Linked DNA regions of Arachis hypogaea: region 2 is linked to region 1. The links are chromatin contacts, called in public Hi-C maps. All regions are on one chromosome and are shown on one strand. Each heading gives the region's core, a stretch centred on a gene start, on an enhancer-like site or on the middle of the called end of the contact. The rest is flanking DNA. Distances are from core to core; before and after follow the strand shown. Region 1 holds the start of LOC112703313 (phosphoglycerate mutase-like protein). Region 2 has its middle 14 kb from the start of LOC112704440.

Region 1 (6,167 bases), core at 1,277-3,776:
GGGTTCGAAGGACCTTGTTTGCCACCGAATTGCTGCATGACTCTATTGATGTTAACAATCTCAATCCAGCGGAACAAAATCAGTGGCACAACTGCCATATAGAAATCCCTATGCGGAGCTCCAAGAAATTCCACAGGCACCCTCGACAGAATACGTGCATCCCTGTACGGCATCCACAGAAACTACCAAAACCAAGTGTCATTTACACAGGTAGACGAACTTTCGGGGAAAAAAAATTCATGCTCCAACATACAACAAGAATAATTACCTTGTCCACCTTCAAAGTGGCTAACCTCAGACGGTGCCTTTGCAAGCGTTGCTCGGCGTAGTCATTCTTTCCTCTCTTGCCCGCCTAAACCTTTGAAAGAACACCATGATCGTGACCACATTTAAATTCTGACGCAAATGAAATAACAACACAAGTCATAAATACGGAAGTTATGTAACATAATATAATATATTACGTTGTAGCTAATGGAAACGTGTATGGACTCGTCACGTCCGGTGCCCAGAAAGGAAGCCTGAAGTATATCTAAGACATCAGTAATGTATGACAGCCAGACATTCCCTCGACGTTATAATCAGTCGCTAGAAACATGCCTCTATACAACCAACAGAGCACGGCACTGCCCCAACTATATGTACTAATGGCGTCATAGTTGGCCAGGAGAGGAAGATAACGTACGTGAACCGTGTTGTTCGCTTTGTCAGGAAGTAAAACGCCACCCAATAAATACATAACGTAACAACATGCATACTGTACGAGGGCGTCATCGGGAGACTCAAGAGGCATCTGTTGTAGTATACTCTTGAGCCACTTCAATTTTTTGTTATACTTCATGGTCCCAACATGTCTGCCAGGAACTTCACCGAGGAGTTCCTCACACCATTGCCGAATATCCCTCTGGTGGAACTTACTCCATGACCTTAGAGTGCCGCTCACCGGCTCACCGTCAATTGGTAACCCCAAATGCATGGCAACATCCTCCAGAGTAACAGTACACTCACCCCATGGGAGGTGAAATGTGTGGGTCTCAAGACGCCATCTTTCCACAAAAGCGCTAATCAATGGGTTGTCATATTCAAAACGCTTTATTAAAGACGCATAACAGAATCTGGCTCTTCTTAAATACGGTTCAAGCATCTGCCTCCTAATCTCCATACTCGGATCTGCTTCGTCTGAAGAGAAAACATCGACTAGTGTGCCATGCGGAGGCAACACACGTACCGGCTGAAATTGAAATACATATATCAAAACAAATATTCAGTTTACAACATTTTTTTGTTATCATTAACAAATTTTTATTTATTTATTAAAAAAACTCACCTTCAGATGTAAATGAGCAAAAATGTGAAATTCATCCAACCTATTAAGATTTTCTTCCACATTAATTCCACTTCCACTCATTTTTATGAATTAAAAAAATATTCCTCCAGCACAAAAACTTTTTTTTTACCCCACCAAAATACACAACTACACACTAAACCCACTACTTCTCTCCTGTTTACTACCCCTTCGAATTGGTCCACTCCCCTCCACCCCCTTTTATATTGCTTCACCCACAAGAGTACAATAAATTGCCACCCAATCCACCCAATGCATGCTCGTACGAAAACTGTAACTATTAGGAGTTGCTGCCTTCACTGCTCGCCTAGCCATTTCGTGTCTACCACACGTGAGGAATGCCATTTCGTGTGTGCCTCCCATGAATTGGCCAATTCGTGCTCGTTATACAATAAATGGGCCATTTCGTGTGTGTCATTGCTAAGGTGATCCATTTCGTATGTGCTGCTGAAGTGACCCATTTCGTGGCTGACGCAATTGAAATGGTTTGTGTCAATCGCCAGAAGCTATTTCGCGGACACCCCCATGATATGCCTCATATTTCCATTTCGTGTTTGTTCTTTGTGAGTTGGCAGTGCGTATTTGAGGAGGAGTTTCAAACCGTGCGCATTTTGGGAATAAATGTATTTCATATGCGCATATAGATAAAAAAAACCCAAAAAATACCGACCTTAAAATTAAAGAATGAAAAAAAGCGAAAAATGTTTGAAGAATCTAAAACAGGCACAACTAAAAATAAAAAAATACACTAAACAAAAATACGAAGAGTTTAAGAAAATAAAAAAAAAGAAAAAATATAATATTATTTAATAAAAAAATATAGTTTATTACTAATTTTACGACAAAAAATATATTTTAGATATAAAATACTAATAAAAATAGAAATTAGATTTTGTCAATTTTTTTACTTAAAGGAATAAAATATAATTTTTCATCATATATTACGAATAAGGTAAAAAAAATATAAAAAAGCAATATTCAAGAATTAAATATCAGATTTTAGACTTTACATGTTTAATTAAAAAGATTCATTACCATTAGAACAAGTCTATTTAAAATATGAAACAAATCCGACTCAAAAATTATATTTCATAAAAATGAAAAATCTAAATTCAAGAAAAAGAATTCCAACTGAGTTGAGTCACACCAAATCTTGAACCCGGTACACGTTTGACGAACTGACGTTGTGCAGTTGGCAACTTGTCCACGTGGGAAAAGGCATTACAACCAAAACCGAACACGAACTCTTCCATCTTCCCATCACTCGCATCAGCCGCCAACTCTCCTAACTCCTAACCGTCCTTCCATCGTTCCATTAACCCCGACTCCAAATTCCACATTTGCCCTCATTTTCAAACACTACCCTCTTACTTTCCTTCTATCCCTTCCTTGATCACTCGCACCTCCCTCGCATCAAAATTTTCTTCTCCTGGTATGTCAAACCTCAAACTCTCTCTCGCGCCTTTTCTTTGTCTTTCGTTTTTTTCATTCATTCCTCTATAGTTGCAATTCATATTTTAAATTTTAATTGTTCTGCATTTATTATTCGTATTTAATTACTAATTATTAATTATTATTTTCGAATGTTGCTGATTCCACGGTATCGATCAAATAGTAGTGCATATCAACTACTATTAGATATTTAGATCCAGCTGCTTTTATCAATTACGCTACTTCTTTCGATCTGATATTAATAGCCAAAAGTATTCTATTCAGATCAGATATTTTAGAATTTCATAATTCCTCACTTTTGGAAAGCTCATCATAACTTCATTCACAATTTTCTTAGCATTTCGATCACTTTCTTCTTCTTCTTCTTCTTCTTACGCTTTTAAGGAAGCAAGATTTTTAACTTTATAAACTCAACACAAACTTACCAATCATACGATAGAATCGCGGATTTAACATAAGTTTTATCTCGTGAACATTTGCTGTGTTTGAATACGTGATTTTGAATTAAAAATTTTGATAAGGGAAAAAAAATGATGTGGTGTTCAGTGTTCACTGTTATATCCACTGATGCTGTTGTTGAAATTCCATTCCATATGTACGGTAGCATATGCTGGTTTTATGCCAAAATTAGATTCTCGCTTTTTCTACTTATATTATTATTATTATTAATTTATTATTGTTATTATAATTGCCACTCTGCAGAACTGCCGGTATCTATGCCGAAACCATTTACTACGCTTTTGCAATTTCAGTTCTCTTTTTGAGCTTTAATATTTTATTCATCGTCTCTTTTTCTATAATTCAGTTTATTATTTATTTACAGGTATGGGTACCGCTGCCGTAGATCAAAGTCTCTATCCATTGCATCGTTGCAAAACTATTCACTTGGTATGTGACAATTTTATCCTTTAAGCACTTTTGTGTTTTTTTTTTTTATGCTAAGAAATTTATTTTATTTTATTTTATTTTTAAATTCCAACCTGATGGAGGTTTGATATATGAAATTTTAAAATGTACTCAGCTGTGGTACTTTATAAATGGATTGGTGTTTATTACTGGTGTTGTTCAATGAAATTCCGTGCTGTGTGGTCTTCAAATTTTTTTTATGAAGTGCATGAAATTTAGTTGATAATTGATACTGAATACATTTAGGTGATTAGAAGTTCATAGGTTGAGTTCTAAAGTATGTTGTATATTTGTATTGTGGTTCTTGAGATCATACACCATTTGCTTTGCTTTCTAGTTATAGCATTAATGTCTTAAATCATGTTTGAATATAGGTTAGGCATGCCCAAGGAATTCATAATGTTGAGGGAGAGAAGAACCATGATGCATATATGTCTGAGGATCTTTTTGATGCGCAACTAACACCTCTTGGTTGGAAGCAGGTAATTATTTTTTATTTCTTTTCTTTCTTTTTGTGTGTGCGTATTTGAATTTGGATAATGTCATGTTGTCAACAAATATTTCCGGTTGGTCTTTGCTGTGTGAAAATTCCTCCTTGAAGCAATTGTGATGATAAATGTTTGAAACTTCCTGTATTGGCGGTGTTGGTGGAGGTTCCATGGAATTTCCATAATTTGGAGTTTTGTGAAAAGAATAACATGAATTTGACAAATCTGTCCTGTTCTTTCCCTTTTTTTTCATGGTTCACTTTTTGTTCTCTGAATAGCTTGGTGGTGTTTTTGTGGCTCTATGACAGGTTGCGAATCTGCGAAACCATGTCAAGTCTTGTGGACTTTCCAAAAGAATTGAACTAGTTATTGTTTCCCCCCTGTTGAGGTATAGCTTGGTTATAATGTTTAGAATTCTGTTAAGACATGTCAATCTCACTTTGTTAATTCTGTTGCCACTTCCTTTATTCATATTTAAAAAAAAAAAATATACACCATATCTGAGCAAACAAGCTCTTGTTTATGATGTGTGTTCACACAAACCGACGCAAATGAGAATATCTATAACATGCATGGAAAATTTTTACCATCCAGTGTCTTCAAAACATTCAATTTATGGATAAATGTAGGATATTAACCATTCAATTTTTTAAAAACTGAATCATCTTGGTAAAAGTTTCATATATTGGCATTGCTCATAATTGCATTATTTGCAGGACTATGCAAACAGCAGCTGGTGTCTTTGGTGGTGAAGCACATGCTGATGGGAATAAGGAAGCTCCTTTGATGACACAAAATGTTGGAGATAGCAATCATCCTGCAATTTCTAGTCTTAACTCTCCACCATTTTTAGCAGTAGAGCTATGCCGAGAACAAATAGTATGTAATGATTACATAAATGCTATTTACTTTTGGTGTAGTTCTGGAGTTTGGATTATTGATTCAACTAATTACATGAACCATTCCCTTGGACTGAAATTTTCATTATGCCACAACATTAGTTTTAGGAAATATACCAGATAAAAAACTACCTAAATTTATTTGAAAATGGCTAGTATGGTATTTACGATGTCACTCTGAGCTTTGGTGTGTTCCTTTGTTACCTTGTATCACTACAACGTTAACTAGGCTTCCTGAGTCTTTCCAAAGTATCCTAATTTGGTTGGTTGGATCATTTTAGTATCATATATGGAGTCAGCTTGGCATCTTTGAATAATTTGTTTCCGCATTTATTTACATGACCAGTTCACCTGTAGCTATTGACAAAAATGAAATATGAAAATTCAACAGAACTCTTAACCCTTTCCTAAGTTTCATTTGCCATATAAATCAATATGCTTTTATATAATGCTTTATGCCTGTAATTCAGGGGAATCATCCTTGTGATAAGAGAAGAACCATCAGTGAATACCGGAATATGTTTCCAGCAATTGATTTTTCACTGGTACATTGTCTCTAGCAGCTTTCACAGTTAATCTCATTCTTATATATATGTCACTACTCACTAGTTGATAACAAAAATTTGGTTGAATGGGATTCATGCTTGATATAAAATCTGTTTAGATTGAAACTGATGAGGACACCTGGTGGACTCCAGAAAGAGAGAAGAGAGAAGAAGTTACTGCTAGGGGACTGAAGTTTCTTGACTGGTTAGTAATTTAGTATTATTAAATAATTTCCTCTTGTTTTCTTGCCAATGACTTTTGCATATTTAGTTATTTACCAAGAAGATTATCGTGTTGGATAACTCAGATAAGGAGGGCCAGAGAATAATCCTTTTTGCCAATGACTGTGTTGGGAGGTTCATTATATCTTAATTTTAGTTCTTAGAAAAACATTTTTAATTTTGCATTTGAAATTTCTACCATGATTTTGCATTGAATCTTATGCCCCTCATTGATGGCTTCAGATTGTATATATGTTTGCACTTTGGCAATAGAACCAATATTAACATTCAATACTACTCTTATATTCCG
Region 2 (6,167 bases), core at 935-3,434, 240 kb before region 1:
CCTCACATAACCAATGCGGGCACAGGGCCTGAAGCGCAAGGTCATCGTACACCCTCCATGCAAACTGAATTAAAAAATGTGTAACAAAATTACAAGTATTACAATACAGCAAGTAGAAGGAAATAACAAAATATTTATTTTCATGACTAACCTCATCGAACCGTAACTGGTCGATCGAGACCCTATAGTACAGCACCCTGACCTGGTGCTGATCCCTACTTTGCTGCTGCAATCCAACCAACCTGAAAGTAACAAGGATATACACAATTCATTAAGTAACAAACCATGCAAATTAACAACAATGTTTAAAGCGAAATGAAAAAGTAATATTTGGTTACCTCGTAGCTAGTGGGTACTGGTAGACTCCTCTATTTGGTGGACACCACTGAGAAAATCTCTGGTAAATCCAACTCATCAGCAGCGGAGTGCAACTAGCGATGTCTGTAATGCCACGTTGTGCCACCAAACAGAGTGACTGGTAAGTCCAAGCCAGCACACCAGAGCCCCATGATAACGTCCTGCACTCCGCGAAGTCCCAGAGAAGTAGTAGCCACCGTACGCGCACCATGTTGTTGGACTTGTCTGTCAACAGATACCCTCCGATCAGTAACATAATGTAGCATCAGACATACTGTCGGAGGGTCTCAAGATCGTCGGTCGGGGGTATCTGGCGAACACGATCACGCAACCAAACCAGCTTCAGCGTGAACGATTCCTTCATCTGCACCGCCTGTTGTGCCGCCACCAGAGGACTGGCACCAAGGAGCTGCTCCACCATGGCCCACGTCTCCATGTTGTACCACCTACCAAAGTCACGCAGGCACCCCCCAACGGGGTTCTCGTGTGCACATAGGCCCAGGTCGTACGCCACATCCTATAGGGTGATAGTCACCTCACCCCACGGGAGATGAAACGTGTGCGTCTCCGGACGCCATCGCTCCACGAGTGCCGAAATCAGGAAATTATCAAATGTGAAGTCCCTAAGCGGCACTGTGTCGCCGAATTCGGCCTCAGCCAGATACGGGACGATGGCGTTCGGTGGAGGAAGGGTGTGGCTGACTCGTCGGGGCAACAGAAGGCGAGGCCTCTGCAGAATGCAAAAATAAGTTTTTAACCTATAAAGAGATAATAATACATTTTTCTACTTTACTTAAGAACAAAGTACTATTACTACTTAGGAACATACTACCATGTGTCTACTCTACAGCTATCTCTAAATTACTTATGTTGGTAAGTAAATCCTAATTAAGTCAAACAAATCTTACACAAGCAAATACTATTCTAAATTCATCATACAGTCCAACCCCTAAAACATTTTACTCAGTGTTTGTCACTACGAGACCACCCTAACAATGTCCACATACTTAGATTAACCGAACATAACGCGACTAACCTCAAAGTCGGCTGCCCCCGCATAATGGGAGGTCTCATTTAGTATGTTGATGTTCCCATCGTGCCCCGCCTGGCATGCCATTACCATATCGAATTCAAATATGGTAGGAAACGGTTAAAAGAGGGGAGAAAAAGTTTGATTAGATCAAAGTGGTGTCCAGAAACAGGCTATAAACGACTTATACTTATAGGCGCCGTTCGATCATATCTCGTTTACATTGTAAACAAAATACGTAAACAATGTAAATCAATAAATATTTTTAAATTTATTTATTTCGGTAATTAATGCTTTTATTTTATTTATTTAAATAAAAAATCCTGATTTATCTCTCAGAATGGGGAATGGTAATAGAGTTTCTCGAGGTGGACTCCTATCTTTAGCTACCATTCAAATCACCGTTTAATGTAAGAACGGAATGTTATTAACTTCTTTTTTTTTTGGTTTAAATTAAATTGAGAGGGTTTAAGCCGTCTGATTTAATTCAATTTGTCGTAATTTTTAGAGCAATTAAAGGATTCACTGAAAAATATAGAGTCAAATTTATTTGAAAAGTAAAAGTATAATTATATTAAGCTAAATAAATTATGTGTCACTAATAATTAGAGACGTTTTTGTCAATTTAGTATCCCTAAATGGTTGAGAGGGGAATAGGTTGGAAAAATATTTAGTAAATGGACCAAAACAAATATCTTTGAAGTAGAATTTGGGTCCTCCGTGTGGTTCTAGTCAAAAAGACAAAAAAGTCCTTCTAAACAAAGATAGGCCCAAAACCTCTTCATTTTGTTCTAATGCCTTCCTTGAATAGGGGTGTGACAAATTCACGTAGCCCATTAAGGGCTTTGAACTTGCATTGAGCCTAATTAGGTTTGACCTTTAAAATATAATTAGTAGATTTGGACAAATACAAAAGCCTACTTATAAATTACCAAAAAAAAAAAACTACTTATATATAAGCCAGGCTTGAACCATCAAAAAAGCATTCCAATCCTAGTAGGTTGGCTCAATTATTTCTTTCATAAAATTATACTACAAAGTTCTATTTTTTATTGACTCAAAATGATTTTTTTTTTTTAATTTTTATGTTAGACGAGTTCATAGGACACTTTTTCAATTATTATCTACACTTTTTCAAAATAATTTTTAGTTTTTATTGACTCAAAATTATTATCTACACTTTTTCAATTAATAAATAGAGTGTCTAACATTCTATTTACATAACCTGATGCGTATAGACACCACTTTAATTTCAAAAAAAAAAGTTACTTCTTATTTTAAACTCTGATCATTAAGTATTTTGTAATATTTTTCTTAATTCATTATCCTCGATCACATCAAAAATTACATTTTCAGCTTTTGCATTCAAAAGATGTTTATACTTTCTATGATCATCACATGTACTAGTATTATAACTTGGGTAAAACTTTTTAAGTAATTTTTTGGATGACATTATTATATATTTTAGAATTTTCATCATACATACCTTACATACTCATATCGTGCTACACTATAACAAACACGATCTTTAATTTGTTTGAAAAATCTGTGGCTAAAATAAAATAGCCACGAAAAAGTATCGTGGCTGGGCATTGCTTTTATGATTTGTCAAATTCTAGCCACAATAAGAGTTTTTTTGTGACAAATTTGAGACCCTCATGTAATTTTGCCAGTGTAGTATTCGTAGTAAAAATTGTGTCTAAATCCTGTTTTGTGATAGTATTAGTATATTGCATATTTTATATACTTGAGTAGTTTTAGATGTTACTATTAAGAATATTCGAATGTTATTGCTATAAAAGTTCCTTAATTATTACCGTCCCCTTTGGCTACTTTCTGCTGATGATTTTGAAGTTACGGGATGTAAAAAAAGAAATAAAAAAGAAATTGCTAATGAATGTAATAGAAGAGATATGAAAATATAATGCGCGATTGAGGATGTTGAACAAATAAACAAATATTGAATTAATTAAAATTGATATTGAAACTAATAAGATGTGATGACTAAGACTGAGCCTTTAATGCTTCAATGTGGAAAATCCTAATAGAAGAGGCATGTGGATGTGGGTATTTTGCATATTAATGTTTTGCATTGTCACTGAAATATGTAATATTAATAATTATAGGCTGCTTTAAACTGGTTTTAATTTAATTTGATAAAATTCTTATTTTTCAAAAGTTTATAAAAACTAACTTTAAAAAATAATTTTTTAAAAATTATAATATTTATATTTGATAAATTAAATTAAAAATAATTTTTAATTAGCACAATAAGTATATATGTTTAATAAAATAGTTTTTAAAATTTAATACTATAATAAATATTAATATAAGAATTAAATTTGGATATTAATTAATATATGAGATTATATTAGATTTTTTAATTTTGATAAGTACAAGTTATATTTAAAAAGCTCTGCCTGAAGTGCTTTCAAAAGTAAAATGAAGAGCTTGTATTTTTTATTTATTAAACGTAGAATGAGGAGTTTGTACTTTTAAAAAATACAAACACTTTTTCAACAAATTTTACCAAACTAAATCTTTCGATCATAGTTATCAAACCTGGATCGATCAGTTGGTTTGACCGAAAACTCGGTAAACCGGTCCTTATACCGGTTCAGTCTAGATTCCTAACCATTTTTGCAATAAACTGTGGGGAATGGGTCAAATCCGTTCAAACCGGTAAAACCAAACCGGTTAACCCAATGGATATTAAAAAAAACCACTAAGTACCATCAGTTTAACCGGCGGAATAACGAAAATGATCCGCCAATAAATAGATTACCATCGGATTTTGATGTAGACTATTTTCGATGGTATAGACTTCGCTAATAAAATATTCTTACCAGTGGATTTTTTGTTTGACGGTAACTTGTGACAAAATTATCGGCAGATTTCAAAGTTTAAGTAACCATGACCTGATGCCACTTACCGTCGAAATTTTTCCGATGGTAACTGTGGCGCCAAATGTGAAAACTTTGCATCTGATTATCGTAAGATTTTTTTGACGGTAAAGCCAACGGTAGCTCTAATTTTTTACTTTTAAAAAAACCTGAAAAATCGTTACGATAAAAAAAATTCTGACGAAAATGACAATTTCTATCTATTTTTCATTTTCAATCTATAATGGACTCTGAAAGTTAATAATCGATAATCAACTCTTAATAAGTAAAGTATAAATTAATAATTTATCTAAAAAAAGTAATTTATATATGATGTGAAAGATCATACATAAGTATAAAAAATAAGAAAGGAATATAAATACATAAAATAGAACTAAGGCTAGCGTGCATTGTAATTATATGATCAAACTATGCATACAACAAGTTAGTTAAACTATATTTAGATTAAACTTATTCAAATTCATTATCTTCTTCTTATGGTTCATCATCCTTATCTTCTTCAAGATCGTCGTCCTCTAGTGGTAGTGTGTCGTCATCTCTCATAAGGTCAATGATGTCATCATCCATAACAGCTGACCTAATTAAGGGTGATCAGATCACCGATGTCAACCACTATTTTCGAAGGAGTCGGGTCATCAATTTAGTAAGGTTGCTGACCCTCTGTCCTATCAGACTCTATGTGACCTCTTGACTTAGTCTTAACCACAACAACCCAACTAGACTTGCATGACCTCGGATAAAGCAATAGTATACCTATTGTGCATTTTGAGGTATAATAAAAAGATCGTAGTGCCTATATTTTCTGATTACATTTACTTTAGTGATATTGTAGTCCTTGTGCTTTCGTGTTCCCTGTCGCGAATTTAGATCATACCATTCATATTTAAACACACACACCTTGTACGTAGTGTGGCAAAAATACTCTAATTGAATTATATTGTGCAAAATACCATACCGATCAGAATGACCATTGGCTGCATCCCCACAAACCTAAATTCCGGTGTTATTTATTTTCTTTCCCATTGACCATTGTAAAAAATGGAACTTTTATCCATTAACATTGTATATCGGGTAGCTTACGCCCTTATTTATTGGGCCTTAACTAAGTGCAACTAGTTCCCAATCCATTGTGTCATATAAAGAGACACTGACGTATTCTCGAAATCAATGTGAAAAATTGTTCAGCAATGTATCAAGATTTGTTTCCTGAAATAACTATGATACAATATGATAAATAATGAAACTTCAGTGCACTGAAGTTTTTATTGGATGAAAAAGTTATTATTTGACTAATTGTAATATCTAAGAAGACTTAAAAAACTAACCTCAGGTAGGGTGAAACCTAGTCACAGTTAAGTAACACATGCATATGTGCGGCATTGATTTCCTTTTTCTCTAACCAATATTCACTACCTGCATCCATTGCAACTCCTTTCGGAATAAATATTGGATAGGTTGTTATAGTTGACAAGGATTTCCCCTCTTGTCATTTCTTCCAACCCTTGTTCTATGTGATTCAATATAAGGCTCAAAATAGAAAGGGCAAAATGCAGATGTTTCTTTAGCTAGGAATGCTTCGCAGATGCTTCCCTGGATCTAAGCTTTGTTCTTCACGGTGCGCTTGAAGGATCCATTCATCCTCTCAAAATGGTACATCCACCTAAATTGAACTGTCCCACATACTCTTGCTTCATATGGCTGGTGGATTGTGAAGTGTTCTATAACATAAAAAAACCCTAAAAGAAACATCCTCTCTAACTTACAAACTATGATGGGAATGTTCTTTTCCATGACTATGAGATCATTAACCCTAAGTTTTGTAGGACATAACTCCTTAAAAAATTCACTTATTTCTGTGAGGGATTTTCATATGTTGG

What was found. Hi-C and Micro-C count contacts between places; a contact is called where the count stands out from the background.
Region 2: a contact with region 1 is called in a Hi-C map of leaf, with 3 times the contacts expected there. The contact joins the enhancer-like site here to the promoter of LOC112703313 in region 1. A contact is called at or near these places in 4 of 8 Hi-C or Micro-C datasets (leaf and an unstated tissue).

What each region holds. Positions count from the first base shown.
Region 1 is chr7:66,645,782-66,651,948 of arahy.Tifrunner.gnm2.J5K5, reverse strand. LOC112703313 (phosphoglycerate mutase-like protein) reads left to right here and starts at 2,526. Exons shown (of 11, transcript XR_011864103.1): 1 at 2,526-2,777; 2 at 3,621-3,685; 3 at 4,078-4,185; 4 at 4,500-4,579; 5 at 4,908-5,070; 6 at 5,561-5,635; 7 at 5,755-5,840.
Region 2 is chr7:66,886,483-66,892,649 of arahy.Tifrunner.gnm2.J5K5, reverse strand. No RefSeq gene overlaps it. Among protein-coding and RNA genes, the nearest start is that of LOC112704440, 14 kb to the right of the region's middle. Within about 2 kb of position 2,184, at least 2 of the 3 cell types and tissues checked have open chromatin away from gene starts, as enhancers often do.